Linked DNA regions of Mus musculus: region 2 is linked to region 1. Evidence: chromatin contacts called from public HiChIP or PLAC-seq data. All regions are on one chromosome and are shown on one strand. Each heading gives the region's core, a stretch centred on a gene start, on an enhancer-like site or on the middle of the called end of the contact. The rest is flanking DNA. Distances are from core to core; before and after follow the strand shown.

Evidence for each region. HiChIP or PLAC-seq counts read pairs in DNA pulled down with a chosen protein or histone mark.
Region 2: a FOXA1 HiChIP or PLAC-seq map of pancreatic cancer cells shows a contact between it and region 1. The contact joins the promoter of Ergic1 here to the promoter of Rab40c in region 1. A contact is called at or near these places in 2 of 39 promoter capture datasets (pre-B cells and stem cell-derived epiblast-like cells) and 2 of 115 datasets of contacts at active chromatin or transcription factors (memory CD8 T cells and pancreatic cancer cells).

The regions. Positions count from the first base shown.
Region 1 is chr17:25,917,393-25,921,786 of GRCm38.p6, forward strand. It overlaps Rab40c (Rab40C, member RAS oncogene family), which reads right to left and starts at 2,322. Exons shown (of 7, transcript NM_139154.2): 1 at 2,260-2,322; 2 at 1,973-2,157. The coding sequence starts at 2,114.
Region 2 is chr17:26,559,484-26,563,877 of GRCm38.p6, forward strand. Ergic1 (endoplasmic reticulum-golgi intermediate compartment (ERGIC) 1) reads left to right here and starts at 2,029. Exons shown (of 10, transcript NM_026170.3): 1 at 2,029-2,149. The coding sequence starts at 2,130. It overlaps 1700049J03Rik (a long non-coding RNA gene), which reads right to left. Exons shown (of 4, transcript XR_001782188.2): 1 at 2,607-4,394.

The DNA of each region.
Region 1 (4,394 bases), core at 1,072-3,571:
ACCACAAGTATTTAAAGCACCAGACCAGAGGACTCCTGCAGACGCTGGGCATGTGGCCACAGTACTGTCACTGTTTCAGGTGTCAGTGCTAATCAAAGAAAAAAAAAAGTCGTTTTGATGACTCACATGTTTGTAAAGTCAGAGAGAGCGATGTTCACACCCAAGGAACAAGCTAGACCAGACGTTGAGACAGGTAAATAACCCAGCTGGGATCAAGAAGGAGATCAGGGGCCAATATGGAGCAGCAGACTCCTTCCCAGGTGGGGACTACCCTGCTCAGAGGAGCCCTGGACCTTGAAAAAAACCTAAAAGTGAAAATGAACGTTCTCTTTCTGTTTTCCAGACATGGTTTCTCTGGGTAGTCACGGCTGTCATGGAACTTGCTCTATAGAACAGACTGGCCTCCAACTCAGAGGTCTGCCTGCCTCTGCTCCCCAGCACAGGGACTAAAGGACTACACCACCAGCACTTGGCTGACATGCAGAGGATGTTTAATAATGGTGAGAGAAAGGAATCATGCGCTTATCTACTTAGAGAACGAGAAGTCCAGCTCTTTCAAACAGTAAATACACACTGTGCGCACACTCCAGAACCAGCTGCTTTACCACTGCTAATCTCTTCTCTGAGGAGGCCCAATGCTCTGACCCAAAGGCCTGATATCTGTGCTGTATGCATGTCAACCCAGCATGAGAACCATGCTGTTGAGGCTGTTTGCCTCTGTGCTTCACACTGCTGGACCCACACGGGCCGTACAGCTTGTGCATCGTGAAAGCACTGGGTGGGTGAACAGTGCCCATGGTAAGTCTCACACCTCTGTACTCTTTATGTGCTAGTGGCCCCACTTCGGGTAGCACGTCATAGGAAATCTGGCAAGACTCCGTTGACAGAGGAGAGGAGGAAAGAGGATCCAGCAGGAGGCTGTGTGGATATGTGGTTGAAGCTGATGGGGAAAGGAAGAGTGGAGCAGGGACAAGCAGTCTCTCCAAAGCACAAGTTAACACTAAGCATTTCTGAAGCCAAGCCCAGCCCTTCCCACACTCCCCCATTGGAAAGGTAACCCCCCAAAGCCTTTCTGAGCAGGGCTGTCACCCTGGGACGCCCAGTTAAATACCAGTCAAGGCTGCCTGGCTGTGCAGAGGTCTTTTCACATACCCTGCAAAGTAAAACCATGACTCTTCCTTTCCTGCGCTGAAGATGCCTGCTGTGAACTGAAGCTGAGAGGTGCTTGGGGAGGACTTACAGAGAAGATCCAGCGCTACTGTTCAAAAGGAAGGGTCCTCCACTGATGTCCTGGCAGTCATCACCCTTGACAAGTCCTAACTGCTAAGAGTGGTAGATGTCTTACCTACACACTCAGCTGTTATTTACCAGACCGCCAGTACTCAGAGCAGTAAGACAGGGCTAACAAGACCCCAGAGAATGAAGTAAAAAAGCAGAGTAAAAGGGACTCGGGAAGCGACCAGGAAGGTAGAATTAGTCCAGTGATATAAGATGACAGGCCCACTGCACATTAATTCCTCCGGAGTCAGCAGCCCCTGTGATCCAATCCCACCCACTGTTAGCTACGATTTTACCTTAAATATCTAAATTAAGAGGCAAGCTCAGGCAAGTGCCAGTGATGCAATCTACCTTGTGTATTTTTTGCCATGCACCCGGAAGTTAACAAAAATCACATCGCAGCAGACCTATTTTCTCCCTGCACAGGGTGCGGTGTCTCTGAGCAAACCCCTCCGGCGGCAGTGCGGTGAGCACCGGGCCCGTCGTGCGGTATCTGCCGCGCGGCCCATTCCAGGCCCTAATGGACTCCAAAGACCTGCTGCTGTGACTTCTTAGTAGCCACCAGGACCCGCGCCCGCTTGCCGACGGCTCCTCAAGGCAGGGCCAGAGGATACCGCAGCGACACGCGCAGAGGCCGCCCGCTCCCGCGACAGGCCGCTCCCACCTCGCGCGCCCACAGCCAACCCCGGCCTACCGTTGCTGTAGGCGTACGGGGATTCAGCTGCGCCGTCCTGAAGGCTCTCCAGGATCTCGCCTTTGCCCACGTCGCTGTCGCCCACCAGCAGGAACTTGAGCAGGTAATCGTAGCTCTTCACTGGACTGCCCTGGGTGCCCATCCTCCCGCCCGCCGCACCGCGGCCCACGGCACCGCCGCCAGACCTGCGGGCGAAGGCTGGTGAGCGGCCGTGCGGTCAGGACGCTGATGCTCCCGCCCGCTGGCCACCGCCCCCAGTGCACCCGCCCCGCTGCCGCCAGCTTCACCTCAGCCTCCTAGCCGCCGCCGCCGCCGCTGCCGCCGCCGCCACCCGCCGCTTCCCGCACGGCACCGCGCAGCCCCGCAGCCCCGCCCCCGGATGCGCCGCCGCCATTGGCCACCCTCCGCCGGCCCTCTCCGGGCCATTGGCCTGGCAGCCTGGCCGTCACGGTCGCCCCGCCCCCACGTCGCCCCACACAAGGTGCCGCCCAGCCCACGGTCGCCCCGCCCTGCCCACTCGCCACTGCTACTGGCCCGCTGCCACCCTCTTTCTCACTTCTGTTGGTCTACATGCTTGTCTATCACTGAAGTCCCGTCCCCGCTATTTCGTACACAGTGTTGCTGAGGCTGGCGTTTTTCCCCGCCTCCTCGCTGTGACCATTGGCTACTTCCCACTGATTTTCCGAAATCATTGGTTGCTCTTGCATGTCCATCCCAACCCCTACTGCTTCCTGCAGGATGCCTCAGAGCCATAGTAGCCGGGCACCGACCTGCAACATCCTGGCCTCCCGCCCCCTCGTCATCACCATTGGCTACTACTGCTAAGGCATTTGTGCCATCTAACATCGATCATAACCTCCTAGGCCCACCCCTTTCCTAATTCGGGCCAATCAAGAGTCAAACATTACACAAGTCTACCCTTCCCCCCTCGTGGACAAGCGGAAGGGTAGAGATAACTCCTGCTTCAGCTGAGTCCCGGGAGGAGGGTGTTGGAAGGGGGCAGGTTATCTATCAAGCTGCGTTGGCCGGCCGCTCTCACAGAGACCCAGAAGGGAAGTAACAAAGTTCGTCGTACACTGTGGGGCTCGCCTTCCCTGAGGGCAGGGCGGGGACAGCCACTTAGTGTTCGCCCTGGAGGGGCAAGCCTCTCTCCCTTGTGGGCTGTTCCAAGGGGTGGGACTTCCTCCTGGCTGCGGAGTGGGCGGGGCCGCTACTGAGTGTTTTGGCACAAGGATGGCGGCTGAAGTCCACCTCTGAGCTGTCTCTTGTGGGGGACATCCTTCCCAAAGCGGATCCTGAGGGCTTGGACCAGCGACTGAGCAGCGTTGGCCCGGTGAACTCCAGGATGGGCAACGCATTGCATGTGCACACTCGGTCGGCCAGCTCCAAGGCTGGAGGGCCACGGACAGCGTTCTTGGTTAAGAGTGCATTCACAAGTCACATAAATAGCAAAAAATTTAAAACGTAAAACATAAGCCGGGCGTGGTGGCGCTCGCCTTTAATTCCAGCACTCGGAAGGCAGAGGCAGGCGAATTTCTGAGTTCGAAGCCAGCCTGGTCTACAGGGTGAGTTCCAGGACAGCCAGGGCTATACAGAGAAACCCTGTCTCAAAAACCCAAAACCAAACCAAACCAAACAAAAAACAAAAAAAACCGTAAACATAGATTGGGACCAACGCTCTTGCACTGTAAGCCTAACAGTATGAGTTCGATCTCCCTCCGGTGACTGACCATCTGTAATCTCCATCTAGCTCCGGCTCCTATAATAAGAAAGAAAGGAAGTAAAGATAGGAGAATTTGTCCAGCAGTTCAAGAGCTACCTGGCCTGGTGTAAGCCCATTTTAACAGGGGGAAAGGCTGCAATGACTTCTGAAAGTTATCCTCTGACCTCCACATACCTCCACATGCTGCAGTCACACATATACTGTACCTTGGAACAGTTTTTACACAAACTTCCTGAACATTGTCAGATAATAGATAAAGTGTGTGTGTGTGTGTGTGTGTGTGTGTGTGCATGTGTGTGTGCATGTGTGCACGCAGAGGACCCGGGTTCAATTCACACATGGCAACTCACAACTGAATTCACACATGGCAGCTCACAACTGTCTGTAACTAGTTCCAGATCTGACACCCTCACACAGACAAATGTGCAGGCAAAACACCAATGCACATTTAAAAACAAGTATAAGAAACTGATAAAATGAGGGATTGGATGAAGAGTTGGTTTAGAAGTTCAGAGCACTCGTTGCTCTAGTAGAGGATCAGGGTTCAGTTCCCAGCACCAACTTGTTAGCTCACAGTCATGACTCCAGTTCCAGGCAGGGATCTGATGCCTACTTCTAACTTCTCCAGGACCAGGCACATTCTTGGCACACTTACATACATGCAGGCAAAACAATGAGACACATATATCATTAGAAAAC
Region 2 (4,394 bases), core at 779-3,278, 640 kb after region 1:
AAGGGCACATCTGAGATTCTTTAGGAGAATCTGGGCTAAAGATGAGAATAGTCCCCAAGATGTCCAAGAGCTAGTCTCTGGATCATGTTCTAAAAAGGGAAGACATGAGATCAATTGCCCACACCATACAACTTCTGTTTTGGGTTTATCTGTACCCAGTGGTTCCAGAAGGTCCCAGGATGCTTTTTCTTTCTGCTGCTCCCAGGCTCCAGGACTGGCTAAAACTTTCTCATTTCCCATACATAAGAGCATGGGGTGCGGGTGTTTGTTGAATGAATGAATGAATGAATGACGAATGAATGAATGAATAATGAATGAATGGATGAATGAATGGAAGGGGGATTCCGGTTGTCAGAAAGAGAAGAACCTGGTGGAATCGCCCATCACTGCAGACCCTGAATCTTGCTGCCCGCTTATCCTTCAGGAAACCAAGGAGCTTTTTATGTCAGGACACTGCCTCCCTGCCCATCCTGCCTTTTGAACTTGGATCCCCACTTTTCTCCTTAAGTTGTTGTCTTAAATCGCAGCTTTGAAGAAGGCATCAGCAGCAGAACCCAGGGAAGTTCAGAAGTCAGATTTCCCCTACATGGGTGTCCTAGTTTGCTTTTTCTCTGCTGTGATAAACTCCCACCAAAGCAGCTCTGGGAGCAAAGGGTTTATCTGGCTCATACATCCACACGCCCTTCAGGGAGTGAAGTCTGGGTAAGTAGGTACTCAAGGTAAGAACCATGAAGCAGGGCCGGGCGTGGTGGCGCACGCCTTTAATCCCAGCAGAGGGAGGTGGATTTCTGAGTTCGAGGCCAGCCTGGTCTACAAAGTGAGTTCCAGGACAACCAGAGCTATACAGAGAAACCCTGTCTCAAAAAAACCAAACAAAAAAAAAAAAAAAAAAAAAAAAAAAAAAAAAAAAAAAAAAAAAAGAACCATGAAGCAGAAACTGAAGCAGAGACCTGTGGAGGATGGAAGGCTGCTAATGGGCTCCACTGCTCATATGCAGTAGCTTTCTGATCCCAGGATCCCATCCTAGGAATGTTGCTACCCATAGAGGGCTGGGCCTTCCTACATCATTACTTAGGAACTAAGAAAACTTTACACACATACAAGCCCTTAGGCTAATGTAGTGGAGCCATTTCTTCAATCTCTTCCAGGTATGTCAGATTGACAACTAAGACCAGCCAATCACAAAAAGTTTAGAGTTCAGCTGCCTCCTCCTCTAGCCCAGCAAGTTGAGGGAGGTTTTCCTCTGTACTTCTGTGTTTCTGAGAATGGAGGCTCCTAGGGGCAATCAGCGGTATGTTACCATTTCTAACCGTGCAAACTCAGAGCCTCTGGATAACCCTGCAAGTTCCTGACTTCAGGTTGGTAGATGCTCAACGAGTACTGGTTGGCATCAATCCCGAAGAAAGATGATAGAAGTGGCTAGCTAAGCCCAACTCTAACAGGTGGAGAAGCTGTCACTAGATGCCAGGCTGTTCACTAAAGCAGGGCCCCAACTACCTCCTTTGATACCTATGAAAAGTTGAAAAGTGGGATTAACAGTTATACAGATAGAGAAAGGGGTGGTGGTGGATCTCGGGAGCCAGATGGCTTTTCCTAAGAAGCAAGGGATGGGTGGGAGGTGGGTGGACTTTCTCAATCTAGGACTGCGTTGCCCATCCCCCAGTTTTAACCTTCACCCAGAACTAGCACCAAGCATGGACCCGCAATTTGTAGCATTTTTCTCTGATCTTCACAACGCAATGGCTTTGTTTTACAAGCACAAAACCCACTGCCTGAGGCAGAGCGATTTGTCCTGAGGCCCCACTTACGCTAGGAAAAAAGATCAGAGGCCAAAAAGAACCAAAGCGGGAGTCTTGGAGACCTGGGCTTGGGTAGCATCCCACTCTCGGGCCTTCCCATTCAGCGGGCCCTCGGGCCCCTTTAATGGGGCGGCGGAAGGGGCGGCCGGTGGATGTGGCGGCGCCCAATGGGCTGCGTGGAGCGTCACTTCCCGGCGGCGGGAGGCGAGTGGCGAGTGTCGGGCAGGCTGGCGGGGGCGGGGCGGCCGAGGAGGCGTTGGCAGCGGGCTCGGACCCACGCGGCGCTGCGGCCCGCCTGGCCTGCAACGCTCCCACCGGCTCGGCGGCACGATGCCCTTTGACTTCAGGAGGTGAGTGAGGCCCCGGGCCCGAGGCCCTCTGCAGCCGGCGACGACCACCCCCCACCCCCCGTTACGTGCAAATGCGACCCTGGTGCACTGTGCACGCCTCGGCAGGCCCTAGGGGACCGCGGCCTTCCTCGGGGTTCGAGCCCTACCCCCACCCCTCGTGCAGCCCTGGCAAGCCCTCGCACTCTGTTTTCCACGGCGCGGTGTCCCCAGCTTGCCCCTGACATCTTTCATTCCCCTCCCCCAACCTGGGAACCAAATCTCCTCCCAAATCCCAAATAAAAGGAGCTCAGGCATCCTCAGGCTTTCTCCCCAGTCTTCCCTAGTGGACCCTGTCCTGGCTGACAGGTGGGGCCGCGCGCCTGGCTTTGCCCGGTGGGATCTGAGGGCTGCAGCCCCATTCAATCTGGCAGCAGTTGGAGAAGCTTAGTTCTTCAGAGCCTGAGAATCCTCTACCTACCAGATGTGGAGGCCTGTTCCCGCAAGCCATGGGGACAGTGCGGGAAGAGGAGGATGCTGGGATCTCGAGGTTCTGCAGAAGGTTCTTTGCCTCCTGGAACACCATTGTATAGGGCCAGGCCTTCTGGAAGCCTGCATGGGAAGGGCCTCCCCACCAGACATTCCCTTGACATAAGACGCTCTGAGATGCTCTGGGCTGTTGGGATACTTTGGAGCAAAAGGATTAGAAGCCTGGCTGTACCTCTCTACCCAGCTGCTTAGTAGATTCTCAATGTTAGAAGCAAAGGCTTAGGGTGCAGCCCCTCACCGCTCAGCTGGCTAACCCCAGCAGGTGTCTGGGCATGCTCAAAATATTGGTTTCACCTCTTGCAAATTGGTACTAAAAATAAGGTCACCACCTGAAAGACAGGGATTGTAAGGCACCCCTGACCCAGTCTCCATCACATGGAACTCAGAAGTAGGGCATCTGTGACTGAGGAGATCTGTGAGCGCTCCCCACAGCCAGAGAACGGGTATTCCTCCATTGGTCACAGTTTCCCCTCATCCTCCCCCTCTTACTGATGTGTATAGAGGCAGAACAGAGTGACAACCAATCTAAAAACGGCCCAAGATTCGGATCATGTGGTGGCATATGGGCAACCTGGGGTCAGGGCCCAGAGAGGACATTGGTTTCAGACCTCTTAACCAGCCAAAGTGGTTTTTAGCTCACTCTGGGCACTGGTACTATCTGGCAAACCAGCTTCCTGCTTGCTTGAGGTAGCCCCGGGGTCCATACCTGGGCTTAGACAAAAGCATACAGACCATGGTAGCTTTGAACCGAGAGGGCTTTGAGCCAGTTTTAGGGACACCCATTACCACAGTGTGCCCATGCAGAAAGAAGGGCAGTGGGCACATCCAGGCCCCCCCCTCAAACCTCCCAGGGCTGACCGGAAAGGGTCCCAACCCTCCTGTCCCCACACGGTTCTGCAAGTCCTAGGGATTTTGAGTTTGTTAAAGAAGTAACTGTTCTGGTTACTTCATCTTGTCAGTTCTCTGCCCCGCCTGCATGCCCCGCCTGCATGCTGGAAGGGCTGGGCAGATCTGGGCTCCAGTTGGAAGTTTGGGGGCTGGGGGCAGGTGAGATGAAAAAAAAAAAAAAAGGAAAACAGCTGGGGCCAGCTTTAGCCTTGTCAGGGCCTGCTTATTACTGACTAGTTTAAGGCATTGATATTTAAGGAGCACACCGCTCAACTTTCGGCTGCTACTGCCTTGGGGCTTTCTGGATGTGTCTCAGGCCCTGAGTGCCCGGGTGCCACAGGGTTCCCACTAATGCCAGTTGAGAAAGTCCTTGCTTGCTGGGGCTCACTGGAGACCAGTAAGAATGGATTCCCCACCGTTCGATCTCCTCACGCAGGGTGAGCTGTGGGTCCAGCCCATGTCTTTCTTCTCTTTCAGACGTTGACATAGCAGAGCTCTAGGACTCACTGTGAAGGAAGGCTCCGCCGTTCTACAGACCTTTACCACATACAGGGCCACTCATCGGCTTGCTGAGGGTTGTACCCAGTGTTTAGCCACCTGCCACTTGGACTATCATTAGGGGATGGGTGGCATATGGCACAACCCTGTGGAATTGCCAGAGGAGTGTTGCATGTGTGGGGGGGAGGGGGAACGTGTCACATGACTGGGTTCTAGGAGTAGCCACTATATAAGCAAACTTGACATCCATCCCTTTGTCACTGAAGAGAGTGAATGAGTCTTCCTTTTAAACCCTGGTGAGGGTGACCCCTCTGGCAAAAGCACTTTGCATGGA